2 separate regions of the Capra hircus genome follow, and region 1 is linked to region 2. The links are chromatin contacts, called in public Hi-C maps. All regions are on one chromosome and are shown on one strand. Each heading gives the region's core, a stretch centred on a gene start, on an enhancer-like site or on the middle of the called end of the contact. The rest is flanking DNA. Distances are from core to core; before and after follow the strand shown. Region 1 has its middle 9.9 kb from the start of PACSIN2. Region 2 overlaps PACSIN2 (protein kinase C and casein kinase substrate in neurons protein 2).

Evidence for each region. A called contact is a pair of places that touch in the nucleus more often than the background predicts.
Region 1: a contact with region 2 is called in a Hi-C map of blood, with 3 times the contacts expected there. The contact joins two enhancer-like sites. A contact is called at or near these places in 2 of 5 Hi-C or Micro-C datasets (both in blood).

Annotation. Positions count from the first base shown.
Region 1 is chr5:112,778,841-112,784,682 of ARS1.2, reverse strand. No RefSeq gene overlaps it. Among named protein-coding and RNA genes, the nearest start is that of PACSIN2, 9.9 kb to the right of the region's middle. Within about 2 kb of position 3,897, at least 2 of the 5 cell types and tissues checked have an H3K27ac peak or open chromatin away from gene starts, as enhancers often do.
Region 2 is chr5:112,675,476-112,681,213 of ARS1.2, reverse strand. It overlaps PACSIN2 (protein kinase C and casein kinase substrate in neurons protein 2), which reads left to right. Exons shown (of 10, transcript XM_018048866.1): 3 at 1,801-1,957; 4 at 3,858-4,093. Among named protein-coding and RNA genes, the nearest start is that of ARFGAP3, 35 kb to the right of the region's middle. Within about 2 kb of position 2,928, at least 2 of the 5 cell types and tissues checked have an H3K27ac peak or open chromatin away from gene starts, as enhancers often do.

The DNA of each region.
Region 1 (5,842 bases), core at 2,648-5,147, 100 kb before region 2:
GGGGCCCGGGTTCAAACCCTGGTCAGGGAACTAGATTCCTGCATGCTGTAAATAAAAGATCTCTTCCTGCAATGAAGGTCCTGCACATGGCAACGAAAGAGCCCACGTGCCACAACTAAGGCTGGCACAGCAGAATCAGTGAGTTTTTTTTTTTTTAAAGAAGAACCAAGAGCTTCAGAGGCTGAAGCTGGGGGTTGTCTGGTCACTTTCTTCCCTTAGTCTTGACATTTCAGTTCTTCCTTTGATTGCATGAAACACCACTTGTCTCCTTCCTGTGACTCCGCTGCTATTTTTAGTCAGCTACACACAGTTGGCCGCAGTTCTAAGAATTTTAACCTGTACAAGTTCACTCACGGTACAGTCTGGAGAACAGATGGGAGAAGGGTCATCCAGACAATAGCTGGTAGTGTTTGGGAGAGAAAAGAGGTGTTTGGAAGGAACGTTGGCAGGACTTGGAGGGGAGGATGAGTGAGGAGGCGATGTGAGAACTCAGGTTTCTGGAAGGAGGTACCGTTTATGCAGGGCTGAAGGGAAGATGATGACTTTAGTTTTAGAGATGTTGAGCTTGAGGAATCTCAGGGACACTCCAGCGGGATGTCAGGGTGGCCCTCAAGGATCTGCAGTTGCGCTGTGACATAGATTCAAGGACCCATGGCACGCAGCTGGGAAGGGATGCTCCCGGAAATTGTCCGAGGCTGGGGACCCCAAGGAACAACAAGAAGAGGGCGGGAAGGAGCAGGCAGAGGAGCAAGGCCTCTCATGGAAGGCTCAGCATCTCAGGGAAGCCAGGATGCAGGAATGAGTGACCAGAGCTTCATGCGATCATTGAGCTCAGTCTTGAGAGGGGCTCTGGGACTTCACAAGCAGGGTCTCTGATGGGCCTGGTGACAGCAGGGCCAAAGTGCGGCAGGGAAATCTGAGGGGAAGTGGATCAGCCGTGAAGGCAAGTCTTCCAAACAGGGGGGTTAGGGAGAGAAGTGAGAGAGGGTGGCTTCGAAGGGCTGTGCCCCCAGCTGAAGACTATTACTTTTTATAGGCTTCCTTCCTTCCCCCATTCCACCCATTGGGTGCTCACTGTGTAACTTGGCTGTTTGAGGTCTTGGGGACACTTTGCTAAACAAGATGGGTCAGTCCTGGTTATCACGGAACATAAAATCCAGTCGTTGTGAGAGGAGAAAGCATCTTTCTTGAATAGTTTTATTGAGGTCTAATTTACATACCAGGGCTTCCTCGGTGACTCAGCGGTAAAGAATCCACCTGCTAATGCAGAAGACCCGTGTTCCATCCCTGAGTCAGGAGGAGCCCCCGGAGAAGGAAATCGCAACCCACTCCAGTATTCTTGCCTGGAGCATCCCTTGAACAGAAGAGCCTGGCAGGCTACAGTCCATGGGGTTGCAGAGTCAGACACGACTTAGCGGCTAAACAACAATAACAACCGTTTACACATTATGTACTTGTGTTTAGTCACTCAGTCGTGTCCGACTCTTTGTGACCCCATGGATTGTAGCCCACCAGGCTCCTCTGTCCATGGGATTCTCCAGGCAAGAATACTGGAGTGGGTTGCCATTCCTTCCTTCAAGGGATCTTCCTGACCCAGGGATCGAAGCCACGTCTCCCGCACACTCATTTTAAGTGTATAATTCAATGATCTCTAGCAAATTCACAGAGTTGTACAGTGATCATCGGAATCCAGTTTAACAACATCTTCATCACCCCTGACAAGACCTCTCAGGCCCATTTACGATAACTCCTTACTTGTACTTCTGGCTTCCAGCAACCACTGATCTATTTTCTGTTGCTACAGACTTGTCTTTTTTGAACATTTAATATAAATGGAATCTTATAATATGTGGGATTTTGGTTGGTTTGTTTGCTTCCTCTTGTTTCTTCCCCTTAGCCTCACATGCTTGAGATCCATGCATGTTGCAGTGTGTCTCAGCATTTCGTTTCTTTTTATTCATGAACGATGTTTCATTGTATGACTAGATACACCACATTCTATTTACCCATTACCAAGTAGATGACATTCGAGTTGCTTTCACTTCTTAGTCACTGTGAGTAATGATGCTGTGACCATCTGTGTATAAGTTTTTATATGGACAAGTGTTTTCATTTCTCTTGAGTGGATATGTAGGCTGCTAAGTCATAGGTGTGTGTGTGTGTGTGTGTGTGTGTGTGTGTGTGTGTGTGTGTTAGTTGCTCAGTTGTGTCTGACTCTTTGTGACCCCATGGACTGTAGCCTGTCTGGCTCCTCTGTTCATGAAATTTTCCAGCCAAGAATACTGGAGTGGGTATCTTCTCCAGCGGATCTTCCAGACTCAGGGATCAAACTCAGGTCTCCCAAATTGCAGGGAAATTCTTTACCATCTGAGCCACCAGGGAAGCCCAGGCCATACGTAAATGTATGTTTAACTTTTTGGGAAGCTGCCAAACTATTTTCCAAAGCAATCACACTATTTTACAATCCTACCGGTGGTGGGTGAGGGTTCCAGTTTCTCCACATCCTGAATAACACATATTATTTCTCTTTTTAGTTATAGCCATCCTGTGGATGTAATGTGGGGTCTCATTGTGGCTTTGATTTGCCTTTCCCTGATGACTAATGATGTTGAGCATCTTTTCATGTGCTGATGGACCAACCATTCCTCTGTTTTCTTGGTAGAAACAGTTTTAAACAGGTGAATTTTCCATTCCTCCTAGGAGATTGGACTTTTCTAATTCTGTGGTAAGAAAGTTCTGTTGACTCTTCCATGAAAATTTCTCTGATTATCTTGTCTATGCTGGTCTTCCTTTTCTCTTAAATTTTAAAGCAAAAGTCAGAGCATATCTGAGGCTTCAGGCCCTCCCAGAAAACTTCCCCTGTAACTTAAAATCAACTCAAGCTCCAGTCTCATTTCCCACTATGCTCTCCCTTCTGCCCTTTTGCAGGAGCTGTAGTGACCTTTGAGGATTTCACATTCACCCCTGCCTCCGGGCCTTTGCACTGGCAGGCCCCTCACCTGGAATTCCCTTCCCCTTGATCTCCATGGGGCCTGTTCCATCTGATCATGTGGAGCATTTTCTCAGAGAAACTTTCCTGATTATCAGTCTCTTACCATCTTTTTTGACTTTTTTCAAAGCACTGATTACTAGGCAAAGTTATCTTAGGTATGTCCTTGCTTTTTCACTTTCTCCATCACAAAACTATTAGCTCCGCAAGGGCAAAATAGCCCTGGCCCGATTGGTATGGCATATAGAGAATACCACGGGAAGAGGAGTCTAGAGGGCTATAGTCCATATGGTCACAGAGTCTGGCACGACTGAGCAACTGAGCGTGCACACCCATTTCTGGAGAAGTCACTCCAGGGCCTGGGGAGGGGAGAGAGCAGGGTGCCTATGCCAGACGGGCATGGCTGGTGGGGAGAGGACAGGCCAGGCTCCAGGGCGCTGAGAGCGTATCCTCTGTTCACTGGCTGAGTTGTGAGTGTCCCTCCCCGCAGAGGGACTTGTCATCTCATTCAGCACAGTACCCAGAACAGTGGCCAGTGGGTAGTAGGTGCTAAATAAGTCTTTGACTTCAAAGTCTGACTCTGGAATCTGAGTCTGGGGACGGAGGGGAGCCCCTGCCCACTGACTGGCTGTGTGACCATGGGTCTGCTCCTTCCCGTCCCTGAGTCTGTTTCCTTGTCTTCATAGCGTGCCTGATGGCATGAGGGTGAAGGCCATCCTTCCTTGTCAGGTGGAAAGAGGCCGTGCCTGAGCTTGTGCACCTGGGCCTGGCGGCCCTGGTGGCTGTCGGGCTATTCTTAGCAGTGATGACGATCACACAGCTTTGTTCTTGGATCTGCTGCCTCTGTTCCCACTGTCCCCAAGGGCAGCAGGCTCCAGACCCTACCCGCAGGCTTGCGGAGAAGAGCTGGAGTGCAGGGAATGTGGGTAAGTGCCAGGGGAGGGTGACCGGGCAGAGGCTGGGGTTGGGTGAAAGCTGAGTCACAGCCTTAAAAACTGGGGGAGGGGGTGTCACGGTGACATTAGGTTCACTTCCTGACAGCATGCCTCCAGGTGACTGAGCCCAAACAGAAAGGCTTTGAGAAGGCCAGGAAACCGGAGGACGGCTGAATGGAAAATTTTAATGAACAGCCACCCAGGAATCCCTTCAGCCTGGAAGCACCTTTGGAACACCAGCCCCAGCACCTGGAAAGGCCTGTCTCTTGGCTGGAGTAGATTTCCTACTTGCAGATATGATAGGAAGCCTCTGGGCATCCTTCTTCCCCAGCCATTCAGGCCCTGTCCCAGCCTCACAGCTCTGCCTGGGGACCACGGTGCTGGCCCTACAATCTGACATTCTCTCCTCCCTGTCCCCACCCATCGAAATCCTGCCCATTCCTGAGACCCAGTTAAAGCTCCATGTCCTTGAGGCTTTAAACCATCTTCTGGTTCGGTGCCTGCCACTGTCATCTGCCTGCCCTCGATTTTTCAGTTCACGTTTAACTCACTCTCACCTCTCTCTCCTCTCAGTAAACCATCCTGCCCTTTTCCCCCAGTTGAGTATGAGTCTGATGGCCTCAAACATTTTCATATAACTCCTCACATGTTTATCCAAATTTCTCATAGATGCTTTTTCTGATCTCAGAGTTCAATGACACCAAAGCCTGTAAATACAAAACAATTCCTTACTGGGGGGAAAAAAAATCACCATTCCTTAATATTTCCCCAAATGAGAGCTTGTTCTTGCTGTTCCGTCATTCAGTTGTGTCCGACTCTGTGACCCCGTGGTCTGCAGCACACCAGGCTCCTCTGTTCTTCACTGTCTCCCGGAGTTGGCTCAAATTCATGTCCACTGAGTCAGTGATGCTATCCAATCATCTCATCCTCTGTCATCCATTTCTCCTCCTGCCCTCAATCTCTCCCAGCATCAGGGCCTTTCCCAGTGAGTCATGTCTTCACATCAGGTGGCCAAAGTATTAGAGCTTCAGCTTCAGCATCAGTCTCTCTAATGAATACTCAGGGTTGATTTCCTCTAGGATTGACTGGTTTGATTTCCTTGCTGTCCAAGAGACTCTGAAGAAGTACTTCTCCAGCACGGTAGTTCAAAAGCATCAATTCTTCAGTACTCAGCCTTCTTTATGATCCAACTCTCACATCCGTATGTGACTACTTGGAAAACCATAGCTTTGACTAGATGGACCTTTGTCAGCAAAGTGATATCTCTGCTTTTTAATACATTGCCTCAGTTTGTCATAGTTTTACTCCCAAGGAGCAAGCGTCTTTTAATTTCATGGCTGCAGTCACCATCTGCAGTGATTCTGGAGCCCAAGAAGATAAAATCTGTCACTGTTTCCACTTTTCCCCTTCTGTGTGCCATGAAGCAATGGGACTGGGTGCAATGATCTCAGTTTTTTGAATGTTGAGTTTTAAGCCAGCTTAAGCCTATGACCTTGACCAAGCCATCTTACCCCCCTGAGTCTCAGTTTCCCCAAGTGCAAAGTGGAGCTGGTGTAAGGAAGCAGGAGTTCTCATATATAAAGCACCATCACTGGGCTGTCCCCATGGAAAGGGGTCCTTTGGGTGGCAGCTGTGATTGGTACTGAGGGCTGGGAGAAGTCAGAACCAGTTCAGCCCCTTGGGTCCTCCCCAGGCACCCCGCAGGTGGTGTGCCCAGCAGGTGCTGAGTGAAGACTGCCTGAATGAGGGTGCGATAGCAGTCTCCCAGGCCTGGTCCCCGGGAGGGCCTGGCTCAGGGTGCCTGCTGTCTGGGCACCTAACAAGAAAGCTGTGACCTGTAATTAGCAGGGCTGGGCTTGGCGGGCTGGCTGTCCCCAGGGCCCACATGATACTTCCATCAGCCTCAATGAGTGCTCGG
Region 2 (5,738 bases), core at 1,679-4,178:
GATGAAAACCAGGTCTGCATCGTAGCTTCATGTCAGCTGTCAAGTCTGTGGCGAGCTGTCACTATCTTAGCTCTTTTTGCCACCAGTTCAGCAATACCAAGTTTGTGTTTTGTTGGTTATGTTTTTCATCCTGCTGTAAATTTCAAAATGACAGCAAGGCCCTATTTTAAGGGAAGTGAACATGTGAAGTCACTTCTGACTGGTTGTAAAATGCTTGCTTTCTCCTTCCTAAAAAGGGGCCACTAAAGGATGGAGTTGGAAGCTCAGGTTCAGCTTCTGTGTCTTGGTGAGCTGCTGTTCCCCAGGATTCTGGTTCCCATGGGAGTGGAGCCATCTCAGCCTATCCAGAGCTCTGGCCTCAAAGACAGCTTTTCCTGAAGGGGCCACAGTTTCCTGCTCTCCCGATGCCCGTCTCCGTGTGTTCTGTCTTTTTGCAAGGGCTTCCTGCCGCTCCGCTGTAGCCTCTTCCTCACCTGACTATCTCAGCACGAGATGGAGGAACTCAGGTTGTTTGAACTGTTCATAAGTCAGAAGTGCACGGCAGAGAGAGGACTGTGCCCTTTTCGGTGGAAGTCGGTACTAGCCTTCCATGTTCTCTAGGAACTTCCAGATCGACCCTAAACAGAGATGAAATATGAGAGTGCTCAGCCAGGCAGAGACTTTTAGAAATTGCAAAACTGGAAAAAAGGTGACTATGGTTTTTAAAGACAGTGGGAAGAAAGGGTTGCAAATACAGTAGATTATTTTCCTGTTGTGTTTCCTCAAGGGCCTCAGTATCAGCTACATGGTGTCCTTTCTATGCAGCAGCTCTGGGAATGAGACACAGGAACACTTCAATGTTTCACTCCACATTAGCCACTAATATTTTCTCAATTACTCTTCTGTTATTTATAATTTAGATAATCTAACTCTCCTCTCATATGTGAGAAAAAGTAGTCAAGCCTCACCTTGGCCCTTGTCAAAGCTGATAGAGTCTGAGCTTTGCCATCAAGCCCTGACCTGGAAGCATGTGGAAAACTCTCAGCAGCAGCCCAGCCTCTAGGGCTGCTACTGTGGGGTCCTGACAAACTGCAACTTCCTTGAGCCTTGGTGTCCTCATCTTAACATGGGGACAGTTATTGCTGCTCATTAAGGCAGAGGCAGTATTTGGCGTGTAAAATACCTCCTATGGTGCCTGACATGTGGTGGGTGCAGTAGGTGGGAAATAGTATTTGTTGCTCTAATTGCAAAGTAATAATAATCCAGCATATGGTGACATCAAGGCAGTAGACAACCTGCTGCTGCTGCTGCTGCTAAGTCGCTTCAGTCGTGTCCGACTCTGTGCGACCCCATAGACAGCAGCCCACCAGGCTCCTCTGTCTCTGGGATTCTCCAGGCAAGAATACTGAGAACCTGATAATTCCAGTAATGCTTTAAAGGTCTTTAGCCAGGGGTCTGTAATGTTAATTATAAAATTACTTTAATTGGAGCTACTAAAAAATTGTTTCTATTGTTGTTTTTCATCTTTCTAGTTAGACATTCCCTACTTTGGGAAGCTGTCCCTGTCCCTCAGTCTGTGAGATCCCCCTTGGGTGCCCTCAGCCCCTCACTTCCCTCCCGCACAACCCTTCTCACGCTGGTCTGCTTCCCTCCCTTGGCCCATGGGCCATGCAGAAGCTCCGAATCTCGGTTTTGTCTGCTCCTGCCAGTGGTAGCTTGTCATCTAACAATGCAGGGGGCCTTTGAAGTGGGAGGGGCGCAAGCACTCAAAAGCTGGCCGGCGTGGAGGTCTGGCGCTCACAGCGTGGCTCTGTCTGCTAGGTCGGGAACTACAAGCGGACGGTGCGGCGGATCGACGATGGCCACCGCCTGTGCACCGACCTCATGAACTGCCTGCACGAGCGGGCACGCATTGAGAAGGCGTATGCGCAGCAGCTCACCGAATGGGCCCGGCGCTGGAGGCAGCTTGTGGACAAGGGTAGGGAGGCCACCATGGGGCGTCTGGGGCGAACCGTCCACCCTCTCTGAGCCAGTTTCCTCTCTTGGAAGATCAGGGCAGGAGTTTGTCTCACAGTCTGGGAGCTGTGATTTTCTCCCAGCAGCACAGGCCAAGTGAGCTTTCCTCCCCTTTCCTGGGGACACAGGACTCCTGTCCTCCAGCAGCATCCGAGCCTCCCGTGGCAGTCCTTGTCAGCAGAGGACATGCTGCGCTTGCTGAGTTAACTCAGAGCAGCTCCATCGAGGCCCAGACTCTAGTAGCCTCCTGTCCAGTCAAGGGCCTTGCTGCTCAGCACCATGGTTTCTGGCACCAAGACTGCATATTTGTAAGTTCAGCCAAGTAGCCAGTCAGGCATGACTCAGTGGTGACATCCGGCAAAGTTGAACTGGTCTCCTACATTGCAGACAGATTCTTTACCGACTGAGCCACCAGGGAAACCCATTATACGATGCAGGTTTTACCTCCCTTCTGTCTCTCGCAAAACACTCAGACGATTCTAGAGCTCAGTGAGAGCGCTACCATGGATGTGTGGATGGTATTCAGAATGCACTTCCCAGCAGTAGAGGGGAGCTTTATTGACTACAGGATTTCCTGGGAAAGAAGTGGGTTTGTGAGCATTTCTCAGGGTGGGTTTGGAGGGGCTGACCAGGGGAAGCTAGGCCAGGATGAGGGGCCCCCAGGCATCAGGGGTCTAGACTCACTACGTGTCTTTCCCCGGATGCTGACATGGGCAACCTGGGGAGCAGAGAATAGCACCCTGGTGCAGAGTTGGGTGGCCGTGCGTGGGTGAGGCGTGGCTGGAGTGGGCCGGCTCCTCCAGGAAGCAGTGGCTGTCATTATTTTATTTCCACCTGCCTGAGTCCCTCTCTCAGGATCCAGCTGTCAGCAGTGTCCATACTGCTTACTCAGAGCCTGAGGTTCACAAAGCACTCTTTATTTCCACCTTTGTGGGTCCTGGTCCCCTCGGCAGGACCAGGAGCTGCTCATCTTGTAGACGTGAGAAGCCAGAGGTCCTGAGGGGCTAACAGTTACTCACGCACACACACCATATGTCTCTTGTCATTATCCACTCCAGCAGTCATTGTCCTCTGGGAGCACCCTGAGGGCAGGCCCTGTGTCCTCCTGTTCCATCCTCAGCTTCTGTCACAGCCCATCTCTCTGTCACCTCAGGCCAACTACATCCTCAGCAAAATGACAGGTCAGATTAGGAGTTTCCTTCCTGAGAACAGTGACTGAGGTGACCCAGGCAACCCTCCCTGCTGTCTGGAGAGCTCCATCCAGGCCAGAGCCAGCCAGATTCCTGTCTCGTCCTCTCCTTCCCCAGCCTGGGGCTTCCATTCTACTGAGGGCTCAGGCCTTCATTCCACAAGCTGGTTCCAGGGCCCAGCTCCTCGTGGAGGGAATGGGCCTCAGGGGAACGTGTGGTCCCACACAGGGGAAGCCAGGAGCCAGCAGGAGCCCGAGGGGTGGGCTCAGACTGGCCTGGCAGAGAGGTCAGTTCACTTCAGAATGCCCTCCTTCAAAGGCCAGCCTCAAGCAAATCAAAACTTCCAAGATGAAGAAACTTCGTCTTGGAGTTTTTCAAGAGCTCAGTGTCTTTACAAAAAGGAAATCTGTGTAATCCCCCAGTTTCCCTAACAAAAGAAAACAGATCCAGCTTCAGTTCCTTATTCTCTTCTTGATCCCAGGAACTGAAAAAGGAACAGCACTAAGAAAAATATCTGAAACAGCCAAAAGGAAGCCTCCCAGCCAGGCAGGCAGACTGCCAGCCTCAAACCCCATCCTAAGTGCCGAGGTGGGCTCACAGAGGGAATCCCCTCCCAGGGCCTGTCTGGGCCCCACAGTGCCAAGTGACCCACCAGCTTCTCTTCTGTGCCAGGGCCCCAGTACGGGACGGTGGAGAAGGCCTGGGTGGCCGTCATGACCGAGGCGGAGAAGGTGAGTGAGCTGCACCTGGAGGTGAAGGCCTCGCTGATGAACGAGGACTTCGAGAAGATCAAGAACTGGCAGAAGGACGCCTTCCACAAGCAGATGATGGGAGGCTTCAAGGAGACCAAGGAGGCTGAGGACGGCTTTCGGAAGGCGCAGAAGCCCTGGGCCAAGAAGCTGAAAGAGGTGCATCCGCCCCAGGGTCCTGCCCCGCCCGCAGGCACCCCTCCCACCCGCTGCCTGCTTCCCCTGGACAGTCCTCCTGCCCCCCCGGTGTTGCTGCCACTGCCTAGGCGCAGGGGGCCTGCTGAGTGCCTCGTGTGCCATTTTTACAGAACCCTTATCCACCCATTTTCCTGTCCTGGGAGCAGGGTGAGACCCACACACACAGCCTAGAACTCAAAACTGAAGCACCTCCCCCCGCCCCCACCCCGCTCCCACCCCCATGTCTTGAACCTTCTGGTCTGTCAGAATAGTAAGTCCTAGTTGCCAAAGGTTATCTGAGATGAAACCGTTGAGGAATAGTGCTTTTTAAGCAAGCTTCCTAAAACCCAGATTCCCAGGCCCTACCTCTAGAGATAGTGGTCAGGAGGTCAGAAGTGGGGCCTATTCACACTCAGTTTTAATAATCTCCCAAGTGATGCTGTGCCTGCTGGTCTGTGGACTACATTTTGAATAGCACAGTTTTAGAAGAGCTGTTGGTGGCATGCAAAAATGCTCTCAACCACTAACAAGGCCACTCCCAACCCTGAACTTTTAAATGGTTCTTTCTCTTATATGAGTTTTTCTCTCAAATTTGCAATGATGCTGATACTCATTATTTTACAAGCAGCAAATGGAAATCAAGCCTCACCCAGCCTTGGTTCTCCAGAGACTGTCATAACTACACCCCAGCCCTTAGCATAGGCAGACCTGGAGCCTGGGCCACCCCATTGCTAAGGGTGCCCCTACTTCCTGCCAGTCCCGTCCCCATCACGGACTTCTCTCAGGAACCACACTGCCTCCCTCCCTCTCAGAGTCACCCTGAGCAGACTTCCATCTCCGGGTTGTGACAGCAGGCTTTCCTTGTCTACTCCGTGTCTTGTCTATTTTGCCACATCCCCTGTCTCTTCTTTCTTGTCTCTGGTCCCATTTGTGATGACGGACTGCCTCATGAGGCTCTGGTTACAAACTCAGCTTTCTGCTCTAGAATGAAATCTGTGACTTTGGCTCAGTTAAGAAGCATCTATTAAATTACACACATACACACACATACACCCCCCATATCTATAGATATGTGTGTGTATTCATGTAAAACAGTCGTTAAAAATATGGAATGTGGCCTATAACCCTTTCTCCCAACGTTACACTTCTCTTGTGTTAGGTTTCCAGCTGCTGAGCCAGCTCTTCCCTCAGGCCCACACCTCCGTCACAGTCTCGCTGCAGGTCACCTGTGTGGCTTTCTCCAGCTGTTCTACGTACAGCTATAGCCCAGACCCCCCAGTGCACCTGCCTCTCTTCCCTGCTTGCTTCTCCTCCTCGGCGTTTGTCAGCCACTGCCTTACTGTTTCCTCTTTCTTGCAGCTGCCTCCCCCAGCTAGATGGTGAGCTGCGTGAAAGCTAGGCTCTTTGTCGAGCACTGTACTCCTTCTGCCTAGACGGTGTCTGACAACAAAGCAGGCACCCCGTCAGTATTCGCTGAAAGAACTCCTCTGTTTTAACGTGCTGTGATTATGCTGGACACACAGCTTTGCACCTGATCTTCCCTGTCCTCTTAAGAGTACAGGCACTGCCCACAGTCTGTGTAACCTTGAGCGAGGATTTTGACCTTTAAATGTGGTGTTTGGGAACT